Linked DNA regions of Ovis aries: region 2 is linked to region 1. A link is a contact called in public Hi-C data. All regions are on one chromosome and are shown on one strand. Each heading gives the region's core, a stretch centred on a gene start, on an enhancer-like site or on the middle of the called end of the contact. The rest is flanking DNA. Distances are from core to core; before and after follow the strand shown. Region 1 overlaps RUNX1 (RUNX family transcription factor 1). Region 2 has its middle 41 kb from the start of SETD4.

Region 1 (4,388 bases), core at 544-3,043:
CCCCCATCATTATATATTTACTTAAAGTTGTAGAAAAAAAATGTCAATAAGCTGTTTTCCAGTGAAATTGTTTTATTTTCCCCTTCCAGCTAAGTAAATACTGATTTTTCAATTCACTGTGAGAACTCACATTTCATTCAATCAACTAGGAGCCTTTTGGAAATTTCCCCCATGCAGCAAATTTGGAAGAAACTGTCACACAGCATCCATCCGCCCAACATATTGCTTCGTTGTAATTTTTGCACTGTGTTTTGACAAAAGCAAATATTAGTATTATTCCAGGGGAACACTACGAGTGTATACAGAAATGTTTCCTTTCCTTTTCTCTTAGAGAAGCAAGGGAAGGGAAATTCTATATAGCCCCTTAAATGAGCGCTCCTGGTGGAAAAAGAGTACATCCAACTCCATACGCTATATGTACAAAGCCCCTTAGATCAAGGGGTTCGCGATACCCTCTTAGTTGAGTCCCAGGCTGCCAGCTTTCCATTCATTTTAGTTCCTCGATAAGGAGGGGCGGTGTGTTTTATTGCTGGGTTTCAAGCGTGCACCCCGTTAGCGCAGTTACAGCCTGCGCAAGGTCCTGAGAACCCCAAATGCCCGGCGGCCCCACTCAAATAAAATCAGCAGCAGCTTTCCCTGCTGCTACTGTCCTTGTTGGAGTTCGAACTCGGGCTTTACTGGTTGAGATTCTGAGCTAAACAGCGTCTGAACCGGGTGCATCTATCGCTAATCCTCTTCTCTTACTAAGGAAACCTGATCCCCACCTGGAAGACCGCGTTGCGTGGGGCGCCCGCGGCCCTTCGCACGGTTGAGGGTTTCAGGCAAACGGTCGCAGCCCCAATGGAGCTTTCTCTGAGCTTTCCGAGCAGGCGGCTTATCCCCCACCCCCCGACCGCTACATCCTCCGAGATAGAGCCCATTTTTGCCTACACCACACTCGAGTCACCCCAGACCCGGTCCTAGGGGGTCTATGGGGATGCACTTGATCGGCTCCTGAGGAAATACACTCGAGCCCAAGCAGAAAGATTTCACTCAGCCCGAACTCGCCTCTAGAGCGGGCAGCGTCGAGCCCGGGCGCAGAAGAGAGACTGTGTGGCCCCGGGGCTCCGGCGCAGACGGGGTGTGTGTGGCGGGGCGGGGGGTTGGGGGTTGTCTGGGGATTGTCTGGGGACTGCTCGCTATTTGGGATCGCTCGGCCCGGGTGGAGAGAAGACTGTTGTGGGGGGGGGGGGGTGTCTTTACACCTGCAATGTTTGAAATGAGGCTTCTTCAAAAATCACTTTTAAAGAAAAATACAAGGGCGTTTTCTGAGACTCCCCTCAACCCTCAGACCCATTAAACAAAATACAGCTGAATACTGGAAGTTCCGGAATGTCCCAGGTTTCTCGGAGCGAGGGGACGGGCGCACCGGGCGAGATGCGGGGCAGGAAGCAGGGGGCCTGCCGCAGGGAGCCCGGGACGCCCCCAGCCCCTACTGCTTGGGACCAGCCGATGGTGGGGACGGCCAAGGGATTTCGGGAAAAAAAGACCCCGATACGCGCGGGTCGGGACAGCCCGGACCCCTGCGCGAAGGTTCCCCTGCTGCCCTCCCGGCCGTTGGGATAGCGGGGCGGGGGGCGGAACGGGGCCGCGCAGGCAGGATCCGGTCGCCGTTTCTCCTTTCGCTTCTTCCCCAGCTGAAGTTCCTACCGGAGACCCAAAGGCCGCCAGAAGGACGGAGCTACAGCCGCGCCGTCGGGGGCGTTCCCCGGCGCGCGGGCCGGCCGCCGGGCGCCTGCTGCCCCCTGGCGCCCGCGCCGAGCCGCCCGGCCTCTCAGGGCCTGGGGCGAGGGAAGCGGCCGCGGCGCCCGGAAAGGCCTCCGAGGCCTGGCCCGCCACGGCCCCCGCCTCTGGCAGGCCCCTTGGCGCTGGAGCCCTGGGGAAGCCGGAGCGGCGGCGCCGGCGGCAGCGGTCCGGCACCCCCAAATCGCGCATCGGCAGGGGGAACCAAGGCGGGGAGTGGGAAGGGAGGGTCCCTCACCCGGGGGCGGGGGCGGGCGAAGTCGACGTGGAGGGCTCCGTGCCAGGCGAGGGGGAGAGTGGATGAGCGCCCTCCCCCCGAGGGAGGGACCCAGTGGACTCCTCGCGGAGTGTAGCTGGGAGAGCCCCGCGGCCGGGCGGTGGCGTGGGGCGGGGGGAACCGGGGCCCCTCTAAGCTCCGCGAAAATGCCCGCGGCGCCGCTGGGACGGGAGCGGGGAGCATGTTCCCGCCCGCGCGCAGAGCCGGGGTGGCTTCAGCTCCCGGGGCGGCTGACGAGCGCGCGCGCGCGGGCGGGGAGTGGACCCAGGGGCCGTTTCCGGGGAGCTGGAGGTGGGTGCGGGGCGCAAACGACCTGGGCCCCGCGGGGGAACCCCGCCCGGAGGCTTTCCAGTTTCTTTCCAGTCGCTTGTTCTTGGGGCGGGGGGGGGGGGGGCGGCTTCTGAACTACGGAACTCCTTCGCTGGCCACTAAGCTCAACTCCACCTGAGCGAGGCGCGCCGCGTCAAGACGCAGCGTAAAACACCAAGAAAACAAACCCAGAAAGAAAACTCAACACAAAAAGCAGGTCGTGGAGACCGACCACCGTCTGGTCTCAGTAAAGGAATCAGCGCCACTTCGCCGCGGCTGCCAACCGGCGCCGAGCGGCTCCCCGGGCTGGGCCCTCGGCCCTTCCCGGCCCCCTCGCGGCGAGTCCCATCCATGCCGGGAAAGTGGAGGCCTTGGGGCCCCCCGGCCCCCAGGTCTCGGGAGCCTAGCGGCGGCCGCTTCATCTATCTCCATGGCTCGCGGATGCTTCTCTCCGACAGACTCTGATCCCGGACCATTTGCGGCTCAGCGCGCGGCCCCAGTCCCTCCAGGCCGACCGGCCTTCTGCTCCACCTCCTGGGTCTCCGAACCACGGCCGCCCCTGGCGCGGCCGCTCACGGCAGCCCCCCGGGGCGGGCGGGCTGACTGACTGCCGGCCGCGCAAGCCCACGAGTGTGCAAAGCCGCCGCCGTCCGCACCGGAATGGCGGTCTCGAGCGAATGTAGGAGCGTGTGGGTGCGGGTATGTGGATGCGGGGAGCGCGGCGTGGCCTCCGCACTGGCTGGCGGTGGACTCTCCACCCTGGCCGCGTACAGTAGCGCGCGGCGGCGGCGGGGGCGCGCGGGCCAATTCCAGGAGCCCGCGGCACCGAGCCGCGCCCTGCCTGATACCGGAAAGGCCTGTGATTGGCCGGCAGCCGCCCCTATGCAAACGAGCTGAGGGAATGGAATTCCTCGGGCCGGGCTTACAGTAAAAGCACGTTCATTTCCAGGCACTCTCATTCATAGAGCCAGCGGGCGCAGGCGGGACGAGCGCCCCGCGGCCGGACCCAGCCAGGGCACCACGCTGCCCGGCCCTGAGCCGGCAGGCATCTCTTGCTGGGGATACTGGGGACGCCAGAAGAAAGTCAGTCTTTGCTGTTTTTCATAGAACCGCGTTGGAACTTCGATTTTGAATTGTGTGTGGGGGAGGATTTTGTTGTTGTTTTTGCCTTTTCCTACTTTTGAATGAACTGGTTTCTTGGCTGGATGGTTCCATTTCTTTCCTGGGTGTGAACTTTTCTCCGGTTGTGTCCTTTGACAACAGCGGGAGAGAGTGCGCCGGGCTTCGTGGCGAGTGGTGAAGTGGCGCGTGTGCGTGGCAGAGTGTGCGTGCTTGTGTAACTCGAGCCGCCCCGTCTGTTGCGATCTGCGCTGCGGAGCCTTTCTCGCCAGGGCCCGCTCCACCTGCTGCGGTTCCGCGGTGTGTGGGTAAATTGGCGCGTCCGGGCAGTTCACCCGGCCGGCGCTGGGGCGACGTTGGAGGAAGCTCGTCTCGCTACTGCCCAAGTCGGGGCTGACTCACCGGAGTCGATGTAGACGGCGGCTGGCTCCCGAAGAGTGCGTGCCTGCGTGCGTCTGACTCCGCTGCAGCTCACCTCCCACCAAACCACAGGATCAGCCACAAACTTAACCAACATCCCCAAACCCGAGTTCTCAAATGTGGAGAGCTGAACCCTGAATATCATCGACTTGGATTTTTTTTTTTTAAGATCAGCTTTTTCTTTGATAAAGCTTGAATTTTCTGAACTGAGCATTTTGCCAGAATTTATTGAAAACATGACAAGTCCTTCTAGCCCAGCCCTTCAACTACTGAAGCTGATTCTCAAGGCTACTTAGAGAAGAAAAAAAAAAAACAAAAACGTGCAGCGAACATTAATGGGTTTCTGTTGTGTTTAATTTCTCTACAGATTGTATTGTAAATATTTTATGAAGTAGAGCATATGTATATGTTTATATATATGTGCACATACATTAGAAGCAGGACCTTTTGGAAGTCTCAGCTCTCGCTTTTGAGGACCGAA
Region 2 (4,388 bases), core at 644-3,143, 1.2 Mb before region 1:
GTGTGCAGATCACCTGTGGACCCAAGTCCGGGTCTCTGGGGTCTCACCACAGTGACTCTGGCAGGGGTGGTAGTGGTGGTGCAGAAGAGGCTCGGCACCTGAAGTGACAAGGTGCAGCAGTGGCTTGGTCCCTGGCCCCGGGGTGCAGGGTGCGGTCACCACGCAGCCTCCAGATGGTGGGTCAAAGTCCCAACTTTAGCTCCAGCTGGGGAGGCAGTCGTAGGATGGTGATTGCACCTACCTGGGTCAGTTCAGTTCAGTTCAGTCACTCAGTTGTGTCTGACTCATGTCTGATTCTTTGCAACCCCGTGGACTGCAGCACACCAGGCCTCCCAGTCCATTACCAACTCCCGGAGTCTACCCAAGCTCATGTCCATAATGCCATCCAACCATCCCATCCTCTGTCGTCCTCTTCTCGTCCCACCTTCAATCTTTCCCAGCATCGGGGCCTTTTCAAATGAGTCAGCTCTTTGCATCAGATAGCCAAAGTATTGGAGTTTCAGCTTCAACATCAGTCCTTCCAATGAGTATTCAGGACTGATTTCCTACAGGATGGACTGGCTGGATCTCTTTGCAGTCCAAGGGACTCTCAAGAGTCTTCTCCAACACCACAGTTCAAAAGCATCAATTCTTCTGTGCTCAGCTTTCTTTACAGTCCAGCTCTCACATCCATACGTGACCACTGGAAAAACCATAGCCTTGACTAGATGGACCTTTTTTTGGCAAAGTGATGTCTCTGCTAAACCATGCCGTGGAGGGCTACCTACCTGTGTTGGCCCGTTAATACCTGGCGGTAGGATCCGGGGAGCAGGGCTCAGGGCAATGACAGTTGGCCTCTGGCAAGGACAGTTCAGAGCTTTGACCTGGGCCCCAGGGGCAGGGCTGGGAGCATGGACAGTGTGTCTTGGCAGTGATGGCTCAGAGTGGTGATCGGGGACCTGGGCGTGGGGCCCGGGGCGTAGCGGGGCGGGACTGGGAATGGTCATGTGTGACCTGGGACCCAGAGGCTGACCTGGACGTGGCGGCACAAGGCTTGGGCTGAGACTGAGGGCAGGGCTCCGCGCCGCCGTGGCTCCCGTCCTGCATGTGGTGAGCACTCGAGCTCTTGACTCGAGCATGGGGTGACACAGATGAAACACTTCCTGTTCTTGTCCATGTGGCCATCCCAGTGTTTGAGCTCTGCAGGCTTTTGTCTGCTTTGTCATTGTGCTCCAGAGCTTTCCTGAGCTAGTCGGTTTGCAGTTGTTTACTGTTTTTATGAAGAGATAAACACTGGGGCCTCCTAGCCCCCCCTCTTGCTGATGTCACCGCCGTCTCACATGTTGACCTTTCAGTACTGCAGAGGCTGGGGTCCCACTCCAGAGGGTCTGGCTAAACTGGCCTGGAGTGTGCCGAGATCCTCGGGGTCCTAAAGCTCCCAGGTGGCTCTGATGGTCAGCAAACTTCCTCCTCGGAGTCTGCTGGCTACAGGACCAAACTCTTTCAACTTCTCCCAGCTGGAACATTCTGGATTTTCAAACCTATAACCGCAGTAGTCTGGGAAGGCAGGACAGAGAGTACCGATTGCTGTACTGCTGTACAAGTTTATGCTGCCTAAGTATTTTTTAAATATAGTACCAGTCCACGTGGAGTGCAGATGGATCCAAAGCACAAATGTTTTAGCGTTTGGTTCAGTCAGTAGGGTTAAATAGGGTGGTCAGATCAGAACAAGCGCTCAGTACACTTTAGTTCTTTTCACACGTCTCCTTTAAAAGAAAGCTACACCAGTGAGGGTCCCGAGTGTTGTGGTTGGTGGCTGAAAAATATGAACCGGATCTCTGATTCTAGGGGACTTTGTGATGACTTTGAAACACTTCTATCTTTGAACACTAGATGGCACACGAGGCCCACCCAACTGAGAATGCTGACTCAGGTCATGGAGGCAACCGTGGAAATTGGAAAACAGTGTTTGTTTGTGTGTGTGTGTGTGTGTTTTTTTTCTCAGATGTTAGTAGGATCCAGACAAAGCAAAAAACTGCTCTGTGCGTTGCTTCTGGGATAAAGTCAGACTTCATATTCTCCTGTGGGCCCCTGGATCTCCTTGGGTGAGGAAACACAGGCAGATAAGCTTTAGTTCAAGGTGAGGGCTGCTAGAGGACCTGGCCAGGTGGGGGTGAGAGGAGGGGCCTGTGATAAGAGGCAGGAACTGCCCGGTCTCTGCCAACAGACAAGCTATAAACAGAGGTCGATATTTGGGACTTGTTTTGAGAAGGAAAGAATCTTTCATGCACCGGGTCACAGGTTTTAATTTCCATCATTGGCGGCTGGTAGACAGGTCCTGACATGCAGGCCAACAGAGCAAGGGTCCTTTGAAGGAGTTTAAGCTGACCACCCACACAAAGGAAGGGGAGGGCGATGGTGACTCCTGTGTCTCCTCTTCTGCCAGATGCTTCTCGAATTAGAAAGCGGTCCCTTCGGTAGAGAGCTGGAAAGGAGCCATTTCTCCCAGAGCAGGGGAGGGCTGCCCGTCTGCTGTTACAGGCCCACGTTTGATCTGAGGACAGAGCTTCAAAGTGGAATGAAAACAACGCCAGGGTGCCCTTGAACTGCTGAGTCTGCAGGTGGCCGACAGGTTCCAGACCCCCGAAAGGCCGGGCATGGGACGTGACCCAGCACAGCGTCGCCTAGTGACTGCGCAGTGGGGGTGGGGTGCGGCAGGGGAGGGAATGTCTCATTTGAAATGAGCTCTTTGGTTTGCTGGACTTTCCTAGGGCACCCATGACCTGTCCTTCCATCAAGACTCATCCAACTTGCAGATCAGGGGAGCTCCGATCGTCATGGTTTCTGCCTTCTCCTCTTTCCCTCCACCCCCCTTGCTATTTATACATATACCAGCCTTGGGGTATATGGTTGTTCTGATGGTAAAGAATCCGCCTGCAATGCAGGAGTCCTGGGTTCGATCCCTGGGTCGGGAAGATCCCCTGGAGAAGGGAATGGCTACCCACTCCGGTATTCTTGCCTGGAGAATCTGCATGGACAGAGGAGCCTGGTGGGCTGCAGTCCATGGGGTCACAAAGAGTTGAACAGGACTGAGTGATTAACACACACAGCCTTGTCTTGAGTGGGTGTTTGCTTTCTCTTGGGCATTTCACCTACAGCATGCTAGCATGACCTGGTGAGGCCTTTACTGTGGTATTGAAGCTTTCCCCCTTAATTGGAAGAGTGGAGAAAACTATAGATGACAGTGTCTCTGATTGAAGTTTCCTTATCAGAGGTAGCTGGCTATTTGGGAAACCTATCCTGCACCCAGTGTTCAGGTTGGGATGACAAGCGCTGGTTAGGGAGCCCCACTGTATCCCAGCTTGGGAGCTGTGGTTCACATGGACACAGCCATCAGCAGAAATTGTATGGAAGAAGAAATATTCTGTCCCTTATAGTTAGAAGGCAGCATCTCGCATTCTAGTAGAAGCAAAATATTGGCAGTGAGCAGCTGTTGGGATTCATCATCTTTTATAGTTTACTTGTTGGCAGGAATCTATTGGGGAGGCTTCTGCCACCAAAAATGTCCCTCAGGAAGCTAAAGAAGCTCTTTCAGCGTCTTTTACTGGGGTTGCTTGCCTTAGGACCCTGCTCCTTAAAAGGTGATCTGCCGATCAACAGCATCAAGGAGCTTTTGAGAAATTCAGTCTCAGATCCTGCCCTGGACCTACTAAGAGTTAGAGAAGCAGTTCCTCAAAGTGTGACTGGGGACGTCCCAGGGGGTCCAGTGGTTAAGACTCTGGGTTCCCAACACAGGGGACCTGGGTTCGATCCCTGGTCAGGGAACTAGACCCTACATGCCGCAATAAATACATTAAAAAACAAAAAACAAACAACAACAAAAAAAAACCCAGAACAAAAGCAGAAGTGTGGCTGTATGCAGACTTCAGCCCATTTTGGTAGAGAATTCCCAGTCTCCTGGACCAGTTGGCCTGACCATCAGCAGATATTTGGCACAGCTGGGGGATGCCCATCCTTGACACGAGGCTGCCGTTGGAGTCACTCACCTACAGACAGTAAGGCGGGGCCTGGGACTCTGCTGGGAGGACCCCGGAGGCCAGATTTCCTGTGATTATCACAGTTTTGCCCCTTTGAGTTTGAGGGATGGAGGTTCTGAAATACCTGTGAAGTGCCAGGGGAGGTGGCCTGATAGAAGCCACCCAGCTCCTCACCCACACCCCTTGCTGGGGGCAGCTGGGCAATCAGCCTCGGAACCCCAGTCTCCCTTTCTTACATTTCTGAGGTTCACTTTCTCAGGGGAAAAATAGATCCCAGTGCAGCGGTGTGCTTCTGAATTCACTGAGCCACTGTGATGCCTGGGGGCTGTGGGGTTTGGACTAGAAGAGTCCGGGGATTTTTCAGACTGGGCT

Evidence for each region. A called contact is a pair of places that touch in the nucleus more often than the background predicts.
Region 2: a contact with region 1 is called in a Hi-C map of liver, with 3 times the contacts expected there. The contact joins two enhancer-like sites. A contact is called at or near these places in 2 of 16 Hi-C or Micro-C datasets (liver and skin fibroblasts).

Annotation. Positions count from the first base shown.
Region 1 is chr1:267,704,401-267,708,788 of ARS-UI_Ramb_v3.0, reverse strand. All of the region lies in intron 3 of RUNX1 (RUNX family transcription factor 1), which reads left to right. Among named protein-coding and RNA genes, the nearest start is that of RUNX1, 170 kb to the left of the region's middle. Within about 2 kb of position 1,793, at least 38 of the 54 cell types and tissues checked have an H3K27ac peak or open chromatin away from gene starts, as enhancers often do. A contact at or near this core is called in liver, where this site is marked.
Region 2 is chr1:268,917,221-268,921,608 of ARS-UI_Ramb_v3.0, reverse strand. No RefSeq gene overlaps it. Among named protein-coding and RNA genes, the nearest start is that of SETD4, 41 kb to the left of the region's middle. Within about 2 kb of position 1,893, at least 8 of the 54 cell types and tissues checked have an H3K27ac peak or open chromatin away from gene starts, as enhancers often do. A contact at or near this core is called in liver, where this site is marked.